Linked DNA regions of Sus scrofa: region 2 is linked to region 1. A link is a contact called in public Hi-C data. All regions are on one chromosome and are shown on one strand. The core of a region is the stretch at or near the end of the contact, and the rest is flanking DNA. Distances in the headings are between cores, read along the strand shown.

Region 1 (6,693 bases), core at 2,543-5,042:
GGATTTTGGCTGTCATAAGCTGTATTAGTGGAGGGACTGCTTAAATAAAAGGCAAATAAAGCTCTTCACTCAAAGTTCTTTCATGATGTATGCAAATTATGTAACAATTTGATAAATCTGACATCGTCAGACTACAGGTTTTATTTCCGGTGGATTTTAGCAAACTAGGCTAGAAAGGGAAACTTCCCTACTGACACGGTGTGATCACAACTTAAGTCAGAAATACTAGGAGTTCCTGGGAGTTCCCGTCGTGGCGCAGTGGTTAACGAATCCGACTAAGAACCATGAGGTTGCGGGTTCGGTCCCTGGCCTTGCTCAGTGGGTTAACAATCCGGCGTTGCCGTGAGCTGTGGTGTAGGTTGCAGACGCGGCTCGGATCCCGCGTTGCTGTGGCTCTGGCGTAGGCCAGTGGCTACAGCTCCGATTGGACCCCTAGCCTGGGAACCTCCATATGCCGCGGGAGTGGCCCAAAGAAATAGCAAAAAAAAAAAAAAAAAAAAGACAACCCAATTAAAAAAAAAAAAAAAAAAAGAAAGAAATACTAGAGGTGAAACCACGTTTGACTCAAATCTCTCCAAAGCAGCCAAGCTCAATGACTTGATCCCTGTACATACCTTTTGGGGCAGTGCAGTTTTGTACTGTGTATGCTCTTGGTCTGTCAAAAAAGTCTCCATTCTTTTTTTGTCCCCCTCAATCTTTTTTTCTTTTTACGCTGCACTTGCGGCATATGGAGGTTCCCAGGCTAGGGATCAAATTGAAGCTACAGCTGCTGGCCTATAGCACAGTCACAGCAAGGCAGGATTGGAGCCTCGTCTTCAACCTACACCACAGCTAACAGCAAAGCCAGATCCCTGACCCACTGCTTGAGGCTAGGGATTGAACCCAAATCCTCATACATACTAGTTGGATTTGTTTTCACTGAGTCACAATGGGAACTCCTAATTTTTATTTTATATTGGAGTATAACTTATTTTTAATGTTGTGTTAGTTTCAGGTGTATGGAAAAGTGATTCATTTATACATATACCCATATCCATTATTTTTCAGATTCTTTTCCCATATATGTTATTAGAGAGTATTAAGTAGACTTAGTTCCGTATATGGTAGGTCTTTGTCATTCAACTCGGATCTGGTGCTGCTATGGTGGAGACTGGCAGCTGCAGCTCCTTGACTCCTAGTCTGGGAACCTCCATATGCCATGGGTATGGCACTAAAAAGACACACACACACACACAAAACCCGCCTAGTTCCATTGAAAATGCAGGAAACCTTCACAAGTATCTTCCTAGAAAGCCACTCATCTGTGTAAGGATGTTTGTGGACAATTATCCTGCCAGTGCTGTTTAAGCAAGGTGCCACAGTCTTGTCGAGGCTGCATTTACAACCCAGGTGAGCTGCTACTAGTAAGATCTAGGCCAGGGATCAAACCCACGTCCTCATTTATACTAGTCAGGTTCGTTACCACTGAGCCAAAACAGGAACTGCAGAATGACTTTTTTTGTACATGTCAGCCCCCCCCCTTTTTTTTTTACTTTTTAGGGCTGCACATGTGGCACATGGAGGTTCCTAGGCTAGGGGTCAAATCAGAGCTCAGCTGCCATCCTACACCACAGCCACAGCAACCTGGGATCCAAGGTGAGTCTTCGACCTACACCACAGCTCATGACAACGCTGGACGCTTAACCCACTGAGCAAGGCCAGGGATCGAAACTGTATCCTCACGGATACTAGTCAGATTCATTTCCACTGTGCCACAAGAGGAACTCCTAAATGTCAGGCTTTTTAAGCACTATATAAAGAGAGAAACAATTTCATGTTGAAGACAGGTGGCAAACTTACACCTATATAGATAAAAATGTATGAATAACCATATATACAAACACATATTCATATTTTCATACTAAAATCCTTATTGTTCTCATTGCTGTGAACTAGTAAACACTCTGACAGTCTAGTAAGAATCAGAATTTGGAAACTAAGCAGAAATAGCTTAGGCTGATTGAAGGAGAAGGACTGTAAGTGCCTACTGAATAATTGCAGGATAGTCAGGTACCCCTGGGCAATGTCTTTCTAAGAACTCGGGGAGACAACTACATGGGGAACCACAAAGGAATGACAGCCTTAACCTACCCAGTTGCTCTCACCATGGCATTCATATTTTCTACCTCTCCATAGCTTTGAGTCGCTGCCTGCTGTATCTTGTCAAAAATGTCAAGTCTGTAAATAATCTGAATCCTTTGTTGAATAAAATCCCAAAAGACTGGCACAGTATTTTCATTCTGTGAAGCCTTCCCTGACTTTCCATGACGACCCAACTGCTTCTACATAATCTTTTATACTTAATTCAGTCATTATTTGATTACACATCTTTCTTTTTCCGTAGCCTGGAGTCCTGTAAGAACAAGAAATTCTCTTGTTTTTTCATTTCTTTGCTTTCAGTGCAGCATATAAAATTATCATAAACTTATTAAAATATTAGAGTAAAAAGAACTACTTTGTTGCTAAACCTACAGAATACCCATACCTATAATAAATATTACGTTTTATTTATTTATTTATTTATTCATGGTCTTATAGGCATATAATTAGTTTACCTGGCAGCTCTTTTGGACCATCCCAACTGATGTGCACGAACTGCAACTTCTTGGTTAAGATGTCTTGAAATGTTTTTTATTTCTGGCTGCAAATTTTCCACCTAGCTAAAGAAAAAGTAGACTTTGTTATAAGCACATAAAGGATCTTTATTCACAACCATTCCTAATGGTTCTATTCCCTCGGCTCATTTAAAAATGTGGTTTACTGGTCATGTCAAGAAACTTTAAGATGTTAATTTGTTTTAAGATATCCTCAGCTGCAACCAAATTCAATTTCCAGCTTGTACACTTACCTGTGGATCTAGGGCAAATTATATAACCCTCAAGTCCTGTTCCCTCAAACATAAAATATGTAACAGCACCTACTTCACAGGTTATTGTAAGGATTAAACGAGAACTGCACCCTGCACTTTGTTTCAATTCCAGGATTTCCCAGTAATGTAAACTGAGGAAACAAAAGTCTACTAATTAAGAGTCTTTAAAAAGCTCTGCGGCAGTCACAGAGCCACAAAAATGTTGCATTTATTTCTGTCCAACATTGATTCTTCTTTGTGAAGAAGCTCGCTGCTTTACTGGTGCTGATGATGAACACTAAGCGCTCCGGAAGTATCTGGGGATCTTGAGCTTCATGCAGACCTCAACCACTGCTCACCACGGAAGCAGATACGCAGGGTCCACGCGCGGTTCGCGCCCCTCACCTTGGCTAGGATGTAGTGCTGGTAGGCGGCCAGGGGCAGCGTGATGGCGCCGCGCAGGGCCACGGTGGTGAGGAGAATGCTGCCCCACCAGGGCAGGCCCGTGGCAGAGTGCACATTAAGCAGCACGTCCTCGGCGCCTTGCACCGGAGCCGACGTAGCCAAGGCCTCGTACCAGCCACCGGCACCGCCCGGACCAACTGCAGAGACCGGCGCCACCGCCCACACTGGCAAAGCGGAGCGCTTGGCGCTGTCCGTTGGGACCGGCGCGAGCCGGACACTCAGGGGCCCCAGCGGCAGGGCAGGCAGTGGCCGCAACCACCTAACGCTGAGTCGAGACAGCATCTCCTCCCCGCAGCGGACTGAGCTCGAAACCACGGCCTCAGGCAGGAGCCGCGAACCCCACTGCGCCGAGGCCACTATGCGCCTGCGCCGGCGACGCGGGGTGTAAAGTGGGCGTGAGCCTGCCGGCAGCCACAATTGCCCTTCCCAATCAAGCCAGTGACGTCTAGCGTCGCACTGGAGATGACGCTCGAGGTAGGGAAGTCCCGCCTTTCCCACGCGGCACTGAGCGGGCCTACTGCGCACGTACGAAACTTTCGCGCGGCTTGGCCAGGAGCTCCTCTGAAGCTGGACCGGATTTGCAGGGGGCGGAGCAAGCGATCCTGAGTCGGGCGGGGAGTTCTCTAAGGAAGTGCTCTCCTAGTAAAGTCAGTCTTTGGCCGATGCTTTAACATTCTTTTTCGCTTAAGCTACTCAAGCTAGCTTTACGGGTATTTTTTGTTTGTTTTTTTTTTTTTGCGATCAGAAGATGCCCCCCACCTCTTTATCTGCTCCACGATTGATTCTGCCAGAGATCAAAGTAGATTATACTACCAGGTGTCAACACCTTGCTGAAATGTCAGTTTGGAGAGAGGCAAGTGTTTGACCCACCCAGAGTTTTAATCAGTAACCTTTATGCACTAGGCAGTTTAGTCGGTAGTATATTTAATTGGCTCAACTGTTTTAATACGCATTTTTAGGCCCAACATCAGTGGGGATTTTTTGTTTCTTTCCAACTTGTTTTATCTTTCATTATAAAGAGCAACAAACTTTTTATATTAAGGATAAAGTACTCTCTCTTGAGGTAGAGGAATTATCACTCGTAGCACGGTGAATTCTTTACTGGGGCTCAACATATATTCTATGGACTGTATAAGCTTGCAAGAGCCTGAACAGCAACATTTGTTGTCTTCTGGTTAAAAGGGACAGGTTAAATGTACATGGACTAGTGTTTAATTTTGTGTTCCTGGCAAAAGGAAACACCCTGGAATGACATGAAGGAGTTTCCTCAAAGAAGGTCCCTCCCTAGACCTAGAAGCCAAATTGTGCTGGGAGGAATGAAATATTGATTAAAAGTAAGGTTCTGACAAAGGCTAGGGTAGTGTCTGACTGTAGCTGCTTTGTTGTACACCTACCCAAGAGTACCAGATACTTTCCTCTGAATTCTGGATCATTTTGCTTCAAAACGACTGATAAATCTGTTCGTGAATTTTTAAATGTTAACACACATCCCAATATATGCTATATATAGAATTTCCCCTTTAAAAGTAAAAGCCTATTTATCTATATCCCTATCCCCTCAAGGTAAAAATAATAAAACAAAACAAACAAACAAAAAAAAAAAACCCACAACTGGTTGCTACTGACTACTGATTTAAACTGGAAAGGGATTTTTTATTTAAGTTTAGGCTTGCATGCACAGCATATGGAAGTTCCTGGAGCTAGGGAGTTGAATCAGAACTGCAGCTGCCACCCTACACCACAGCTACAGCAACGCCAGATCCAACCCACAGTTCACGGCAATGGTGGATCCTTAACCCACTAAGCAAAGCCAAAGATAAAATCCACAACCTCATGGATACTAGTCAGTTCTTAACCTGGTGAGCCACAACAGGCGCGACATACTCTAACTTTAAAATATTCCATTGTTTTAAGTTTGAATGTTGTGATCTGATTCAAGTTTATGCTAATTTCATATATGTAAACATACATTTTAAAACTTGGATAATGGTGTTCCATTGTGATTCAGCAGGTTAAGGATCTTTCAGTTATCATTGTTATGGTTCTCATTACAGCTGTAATATGGGTTCAATCCCTGGCCCGGGAACTTCCAAAAGCCCTGAGCTAGACCAAAAAAACATTTTTTTTTTTTTTTTTTTTGACAATGGGGATGATGATCAGAACTTGCTACCAACTTGGTAGAGAATGTTGGGAGATATATCTGTCAATTACAAAGCCCAATGCAAAAGTAAAGTGTTAGCACTCATACACACACACACACACCGGTTACAAACACTGTGATACATTATATCTTTAGCAGAATAGAGTACAAAATCACTATACAGATACTGGGCAAACCAACCAACTGAAGTTACAGCAGTCCTAATACTTTGTAGATGGACATATTAGGGTTTTTTTTTTTTTTGCTTTTTTTAGGGCCACACCTGAGGCATATGGAAGTTCCCAGCCTAGGGGTCAAATCAGAGCTGCAGCTGCCAGCCCATGTTACAGCCACAGCAATGCAGGATCCGAGCTGTGTCTGCAACCTATACTGCAGCTCACGGCAACACCAGATACTTAACCCACTGAGTGAGGGCAGGGATCAAACCAGCATCCTCATGGATAATATTTGGGTTTGTTACTGTTAAGCCACAATGTGAACTCCAAATTAAACATTTTTAAAAAGGTCAACATTTATTATTAGCCTATTCCTGTCTTCTATTATTACTACACCACACAGCTAACTTTTTAATTTAAGCTCCATAAAATAAAGACTATAATTAACTTTCTGCAGTTTCTGAAATTTCAATCCAGGGAGTTACTGTTGTGGTGCAGTGGAAACAAATCTGACTAGCATCCATGAGGATGAAGGTTTGATCCCTGACCTTGCTCAGTGGGTTAAGGATCCCGTATTTCCGCAAGATGCAGCATAGGTCACAGATGTGGCTTGATCTTGCATTGCTGTGGCTGTGGCTATGGTGTAGGCTGGCAGCTGCAGCTTTGATTTGCCCCTAGCCTGAGAACTTCCATATGCTATAGGGGTGGCTGTAAAAAGAAAAAAAAAAAAAAAAAATCTCACTTCCCAAATAGGCTTTTTGAAATGTTTGACAAAAGAAACTTTACAGGATATTTTCATGAGCAATTGTTAAAATCATCTCTTGGAATCAGAATTAAATTCTCTTTTTCCTATTTCTTTAATGCATTACTTTTCAAAACTAAAGCTACCTAATACAAAATTAGTTTTTCTTTCATTAAAAAAATATCCTTGGAGTTCCCAGCATGGCTCAGTGATAACAAACCCAACTAGGACCCATGAGGATGTGGGTTCGATCCCTGGCTTAGATCAGTGGGTTAAGGATCCG
Region 2 (6,693 bases), core at 2,986-5,485, 180 kb after region 1:
GCAAGTTTTATTATGTTTTTAAAATGTAAATATATCCAGGAGGATTAAGGTACTTATCAGAAATTCAACAATCAATGTCTATTGGCTTAAATTGCTTTCTCCCAATACCTATGAGAGATTACCATCACTAAGAGAAGTAATTAAATAATCGCAACATATTGAAATCCAAATTTCAGCTATTCTGCAGCACCTCAGATCCAAGAAGGGAAGAAACTATGTTCCTTCTTTTGGTTTCCTGAGTGAATTCTAGATCCTCCCTAGTTACCAGGTGTTCACTGCAAAAGGTTTTATCAAATACTGTGCTTAAGCAGAATAGGAAAGAAGATAATTAAGACAAAACAATTGCTTCAAAGATCTTAACATCTTGTTTACAAATATTATTACTTGATCAATTAAGAAGAGCAACTGGGGAACAAATAAGCTACTCTGGGCTAATGTGGGATTCTACCACTATAACAGAGGAACTTAGTATTTTTCTATTAAAAAACTAACAAAAAAAGATTTGGAAGCGAACTATCGCCACAATCTACTTCTGAACTGTTCTTTCTCAACCCTACCTCTTTCATGTTTGCTTTTATACATGAAAATCCTAGCCTTGCAAATCCTTTCAAAAGTGAGTGAATAAGTAAGTACTAATTTATTTACTGGTTCCCCATGTCTAAAATTTCTGTCTCTTAAATTTAAAACCTCAAGATACCTACCAAATAAGATGAATTCTGATGAACCCCTACTGCACTAACATTTTATGCATCTTTAACAAAAATGTTACTTTTGAACATGAGTTCTACCTTTAACAGCAGCTCCCCTCAACCTCTGAATTCTACATTAGCAAGCACTGATGCCATTCAAATACATTTAAAAATAGATTCAATAGAATGCAATGTTATTTCTGAAATGGAATATCAACTCTAGCAATTTCAACATTTTTTTCTTATAATATTCGAGTAAACTAATTAATTTAGTTCACTAATCAGAAAAGAAGTGCATCAGAACTTTTATGTTAGGAAATACATTTCTATTTTCCGTATTAGTCAGTCACCCACTGAAAGCCCAGAAAGTTATGCAATTTTCAACTTTTGACCTAAGGCTTTTACATCAAATCCAGAAGGTGGGAGAAGGAAGAGGAGAGCTCTTGGTCTTATACTTTTACTTACAGGTATATCTGAAGTTATACAAATTGTCTAAAACACAATTATCCTATTCTGAAATACTAAAGAGAAAATCCAATTCTCAATAACGTACACTAACACTTAGTAAAAATTAAATTCTTCATCTTGAACACTCAAATAAAACTCTTATATAAATCTCTTTTCCTTCCAACGGTCCCTCTTTCAGCAGATATACAAAACATCCAACTAACATTTCATCACAGCAAACATATATTTTTAATTATCCTCAACCTTCTCAGGTTAAATACCCAAAAACTATAACCTTTCTTGTTCTTTTGTAACCTTTTGATGATGTTTATTGGAATGATAATCTCAAGGTTTATTTATTTCTCTGTTTTGGTCAAGATGGAGGCAGGTGCATAGACATATTGTACTCCTGTCTGCTTAGTCTTAATCATGTACCAGTATAGATTTATTTTTAATGGTTGTACTTTCTTACATTTATTTCTCCTGACTCATCTCCATAACAAATGGCAAAGCCATTGTTTAAACCACTGTGCAGAAGGCAGAATAAAGCATATTAAAAACAAAGAAAACATCATCCTAGTTGATCAGTTACCATATATCATTCCTATCTCCCAAGGAAAACAAACCTGACTCACTAACACACCTACAAGTTTAAGCCTATTCTAAATGATTTAAGGAATTATTAGAAGTTTTGCTTATTAGTCCAAATTCCAATGGAGATAACTATCTAGGTATGTGAAGTTTACAGCATAATATTTCAATTAGTACTGCACTGCATTCAACCTGCTAAGAGTTCCAAACCAGAGCTTGATATTTTGTCAAGAGAATTTAAAATCTTAATAAAATATTGGTATGTTGCCACAGCTGCATTATTGTGTTACCTTGCAATTCACTGCCTATTTTTTGAAAGAGGAAAAGAGAGGAGCACAAGAAATAGTCATAAAACATATACTGGTTTGAATCATTAGAAAACTTTGATTTCTACTTTTACTGCTACCCACCAGTTTCCTCTAAAACAAAAAAAAAAAACCCTGTTTCCTCATTTCTAACATAAAAAGGTTGAATGAGATTACCTCCAAAACGTTTCTCATCTCCAAAAAAATAATACAATTGGAAGATTCTAACTACCATAATAGATTTTACTAAGAAATAAGGATCCTGTCACATCCCTCTCTTTACTGTTTAAAGTGTAGCAGAAGCGACACACTATCCTAGGTCAATACAAAGTCTATCAATACAAAGGTAGCCTCAGAATTCAGTTAGCAGGGAGTGGCCATCTTTTTGGTATACATACTTGAACTATTACATCTCTACTGATATAACTTCACCCAGTCTGAGGTAAAAGAGAATCTGGTCTTTAAATAATAGACAAGTCTCAAACTCTTTAAAAGGTATTTTCCTATTTGAACAGAACCCAAGATCCAATAATGCAATTTTCGGGAAAAAAAAAAAAAAAAAAAAAAAAAAAAAACAGCCTTGTACCAAAATAGGCTGTGTTTGTGGACAAGAAAAAATAGCAGGCGGCCCTTCTAGATAATTCAGTTATTCCCTCTTACAACTAAATTTATAATCAGCTTCTAAAGGTGTTTTTCTTCTGCTGCCTGAAGTTACAACTTCTTTCTTCAGACCAAGATTCTCTAGCTTCCATTTCAGGGAGTGGACAAGAGTTACAAAAGAGCTGATAACTCTTAGTCTGTTCTCACTATGGTATGTTTTAGTGAGTTTTTGGTTAAAAGGCCTTCTTTGAAGAATAGGTCCTGCAACGCCGCCTGTCTGTGGACCCAGGAAAAATTATAAACAGTTATTATGAAACCAGATCACTAGGACAAACCAAGAGGCCTTCCTATTCCAATTCACCACAACCATGCCTGGCTCCAAAGCAGACTCTTTAGCTGCCCCATATTATGTGGGAAGCAACAGGAAGGAAATATTTGCAAATGTATGAGTATGTACATGTAAGGATCAAATATATTTTTCATCCACTGAGTTACACATAAATGTATATGAATGTTAAGATCAGTTCATCTAAAATCCTTGAGATCAAGGAAGTGAAGGTTAGCTCAGCACTTACAATAGTTCGGGGAAAAAAACAAAACAAAAAACCTGCAGCAGAACAGTATGGAAAAGTACAGCTCCTCCTCACGTGTCTCTCACAGACACAAATACTTAGCTCTGAGTCCATTACAACCTTGCCTCTCCCGAAACTGCTCCTCTCCGCCTCCCAAGTGGGAGAAATTTGCCGGCATCCTAGTCGGTCCCCCAAAGACTCCTCTGCCTATTAACTTAGCCCTCCCCGCTTGGGTCCCAGTCCCGCCCCCGCCCCTGGAGTAACTTGGCCCTACTGGCCTGAGACCGACCCCGCCGGGTGTGCAAATAAGGAATCTAACCAATTCCCTCCATCCTTAACCGTGTGAACCATCCCAGGGTAATGTGCTGTTCATCCACTCCGGGGCCGCTGTGGTCCTCCCACCCCCACGTGTCAGCTACCCTCCCCCACATGCCCACACCTCACGATTTCGGCCGGGGAAAGAAAGAGGGCAGGGGAAAGCCTGGCCCCGGAGACAGATCAAGCCCACAGGAATCTGTCCCACCGCAAGTCCCCTCCCACCTTTGGCCCCGACCCTTTACACTCCCTTCCTCCCTTCTGCCTTTGAAACCAGGCCCTTGCCTCAGAAACCTCCTCTTCCTCGTCGTCGTCGTCCTCTTCTTCCTCGCTGTTGTTGCTGCTGGTGCCGCCGCCGCCACCTCCTCCGCCGCCGCCGCCTCCACCGCCGCCGCTGTTGTCGCTGTCGCTGCTGCTCTCGCTACTGCTGGGGGGTCGGCAAGTCCGGTTACGCTTGGCCTTGTGGTGCTGCTGCTGCGGCGGCGGCTTCTTCTTCAGGAGCAGGTCGCAGACTCGCACCATCCCACGAGGAGACGAGGCCGAGCGAGCCCCGCTGCTGCCGCCGCCGCCGCCGCCGCCGCCGCCGCCGCCGCCGCTGCCGACCTCCGCCGCCGCCGCCGCCGCGGGGGGGCCCGCCACTGCCGCCACCGCCGGGGGGCTCCCTTCTCCCTCAGCCGCCGTCGCCGCCGCCGCCACCGGAACCGTCGCCTTCTCCATCTCCTGGGAAAGAGGGAGGGCGCGGACGGGGGAGGGGCGTGGGGGCTACGCTCTACCGCGACTTCGGCCGCACCAGGGCCAACACAGCGCTCGGGGCCGCCTCCGCCGCCACCGCCTCGGTCACCTCTACTGCCGCCGCCGCCGCCGCCGCTCCGCCAGCTCTCACCTCGTCTCGCGATACTAAGGGCGGGGAGCCTGACGATGGGAGGGAGGGAGCGTGAGGAGCAAGGGGGGGGGGTGAAGAGGCGAAGAGGGAGACCAGGGTATCGGGCGATCCAGCGCAGGGGAGACCACCCGGAGTCGGGGCGAGTGTGCCTAGGGCGGCTTCCGATGGGGGGACGGCGGGGCAGAGAAGGCCGCAGCCACTGCCGTAGCGCCCGCGAGCACCCGGATTTCTTCTCTTTCCTCGCAATTTCCCCCACACACAGCCCTTCAGACCTCCCTTCTTCCTTCCTCGCTGGTGACTAGAACGCAGCCGCAGGCGGAAGTACAGGTGACGCCATCAGCCGTCGCCTGAGCGGTGGCGCGCGGGTGGCCGAAAGACGAAAGTGAGATTTCGAGGGCCGGGTCCCGGGCCTCTGCGGGCGGGCAGTGCTGCGGTGCCTGTGGCGGGCGGGCGGGCTGGAGGGAGCGGCCGGGTCGGGGGGGAACCCGGCACAGAAGTGCGGGCCCGAGGCTTTGTTAGCTGGAGGCCCCGACCGCCAGATCCGGGAGGTGGGGCCTGGTTCTGGACGGTTGTACGTAGTTTCGTTCCTGGCCATTTTTTCCACCTCCAAATGGTGAGTTAGGGCTTTGGATCTAGAGCGATGGCGTCGTGTAAAGGAAAGAGGTCCCTCTGCCTAAGTTTAAGTCTCTGGTTATAGATTCCCTCAATCTGAGGTTTACACTTGTGTGACATAAAGGAGTTCAAATAGGTGATGTCTGAGATCACTACAACTCCAAGTTGCTAAAGGGGAGAAGACAGGAGAAGGAAGCAGGATCTGTGCCATACTTTGCAGACGAGTCAGTGAATGACCCCGATTTAGTCCTTCCACCTCTCACCGACTTGGCTTTTATCTCTGCAGTGAGCATCATAAGTAATCATCCTTGTCTGTGAATCTCTTGGAAGGAATATCGTGATAAGGGTTGTGGGTTCATTTGTAGGTGTCTGAAGAACTTTCAGGACTTTTGAAATAATAGCGTAGCTTATTGAACTCAGAATTAGCCCTTTCTGGTTCAATATGAACACAGTGGCATAAGGAAAATGAAGGAAACATCAAAGGCAGATGTACTGGCGCAAGATAAAAAGTATGTCTCAGCTGACATAGTTGCCATTTTAAGACTGCTAAGTTTAGCTGAATGTGCCTGAATTTTTTTTAGCTTTTTTTTCTTTTTAGCACTGGCATACCATATGAAATGTGGGCAGTTGCCAGTACTCTACAGAGTACTATTGGCAATGATTGAATCAATTCATTCAAGTGAAAATTCATGTGCCTACTGTGTGCATAGTTAATAAAGTCTAAGTCTACTTACAGGGGCTTAATAGTGTAAAGTGTGAGTGCTATAGTAAATATATGCCCAAAGTGCTAACCATCTCCCTGTTTCTCTCCTAAGAAATGGTAGCTAAGTTCCTGTGCAGAACAGTAGACTACACTGTGTAGCTTAACCACCACAAGTTTAGGTCTGTAATCTCAGCTGGACTCCTCCCTCTTAAATATTCTTCAGCACCGTTTTCTCCTTTCCCACCAGAATACATTTGGATTCTTTAAATCCCAGCCATGTTTCATTATATGACTTTGCTTCAAACGTCACAAGAAGACTGATGCTATTAGTCACAGAGTCCTTCAATTTTCCAAATGCTGGAAACTTCAGTACTTCTGCATCTTTCCTTTCCTTCAGTGTCAGAGGAACTTGACATTCTTTGCTCTTATACAAGATGACTTATCCATCTGTACTCTAGTTCCAACCCCCACTTTCTCTTTTATTATCTTTTCTTCAATCCTCTACTTTTGCGGTTCCACTCTTACTTCTTTTCGTCACACCAAGCTTTAAAGAGTATTCTTTAAACCAAGCTTTAAAGAGTATTCTACATTTCATGTCTCTTTGTTGTCTGGATTTCACTTACTAACCCTCTGCATTCTTAACTTCTGTACCTATCCCACTAGCAAAAATATCTTTTAAAGTAATCCCGTTATTTAGAAGAAAATGAATTCTCACTCTTTTTTATAATAGGGAAATGATTATGTTGCTGGGACTAGTAGAATAAGGCTGAACATATTAGAATGGACAAAGCCCCTAGAGTGATTCTTATTTTTATCTAGCTCTTTTTTTTTCTTTTAGAATCTTATATTAGAGAATTAACTAGTCATTCATGAAACTTAGTTATTCTTCCTGGACTAAAGATCCCCATTTCCTTTTAGTTAGTTGTGGCCATGTAATTGACTTTTACTCAGTGAAACATAAATGGAAGGGATGCAC

Evidence for each region. A called contact is a pair of places that touch in the nucleus more often than the background predicts.
Region 2: a Hi-C map of skeletal muscle shows a contact between it and region 1, with 5 times the contacts expected there. The contact joins the promoter of ANKRD17 here to the promoter of LOC100520317 in region 1. A contact is called at or near these places in 2 of 5 promoter capture datasets (fetal liver and liver), 20 of 47 Hi-C or Micro-C datasets (alveolar macrophages, blood, embryonic fibroblasts and 8 more) and 2 of 2 datasets of contacts at active chromatin or transcription factors (alveolar macrophages and skeletal muscle).

What each region holds. Positions count from the first base shown.
Region 1 is chr8:69,351,177-69,357,869 of Sscrofa11.1, forward strand. It overlaps LOC100520317 (mitochondrial inner membrane protein COX18), which reads right to left and starts at 3,793. Exons shown (of 10, transcript XR_002346392.1): 1 at 3,293-3,793; 2 at 2,595-2,695.
Region 2 is chr8:69,527,051-69,533,743 of Sscrofa11.1, forward strand. ANKRD17 (ankyrin repeat domain 17) reads right to left here and starts at 4,236. Exons shown (of 35, transcript NM_001201383.2): 1 at 4,117-4,236; 2 at 4,099-4,115; 3 at 3,805-4,096. The coding sequence starts at 4,236. It overlaps LOC110261978 (a long non-coding RNA gene), which reads left to right and starts at 4,485. Exons shown (of 3, transcript XR_002346393.1): 1 at 4,485-4,784.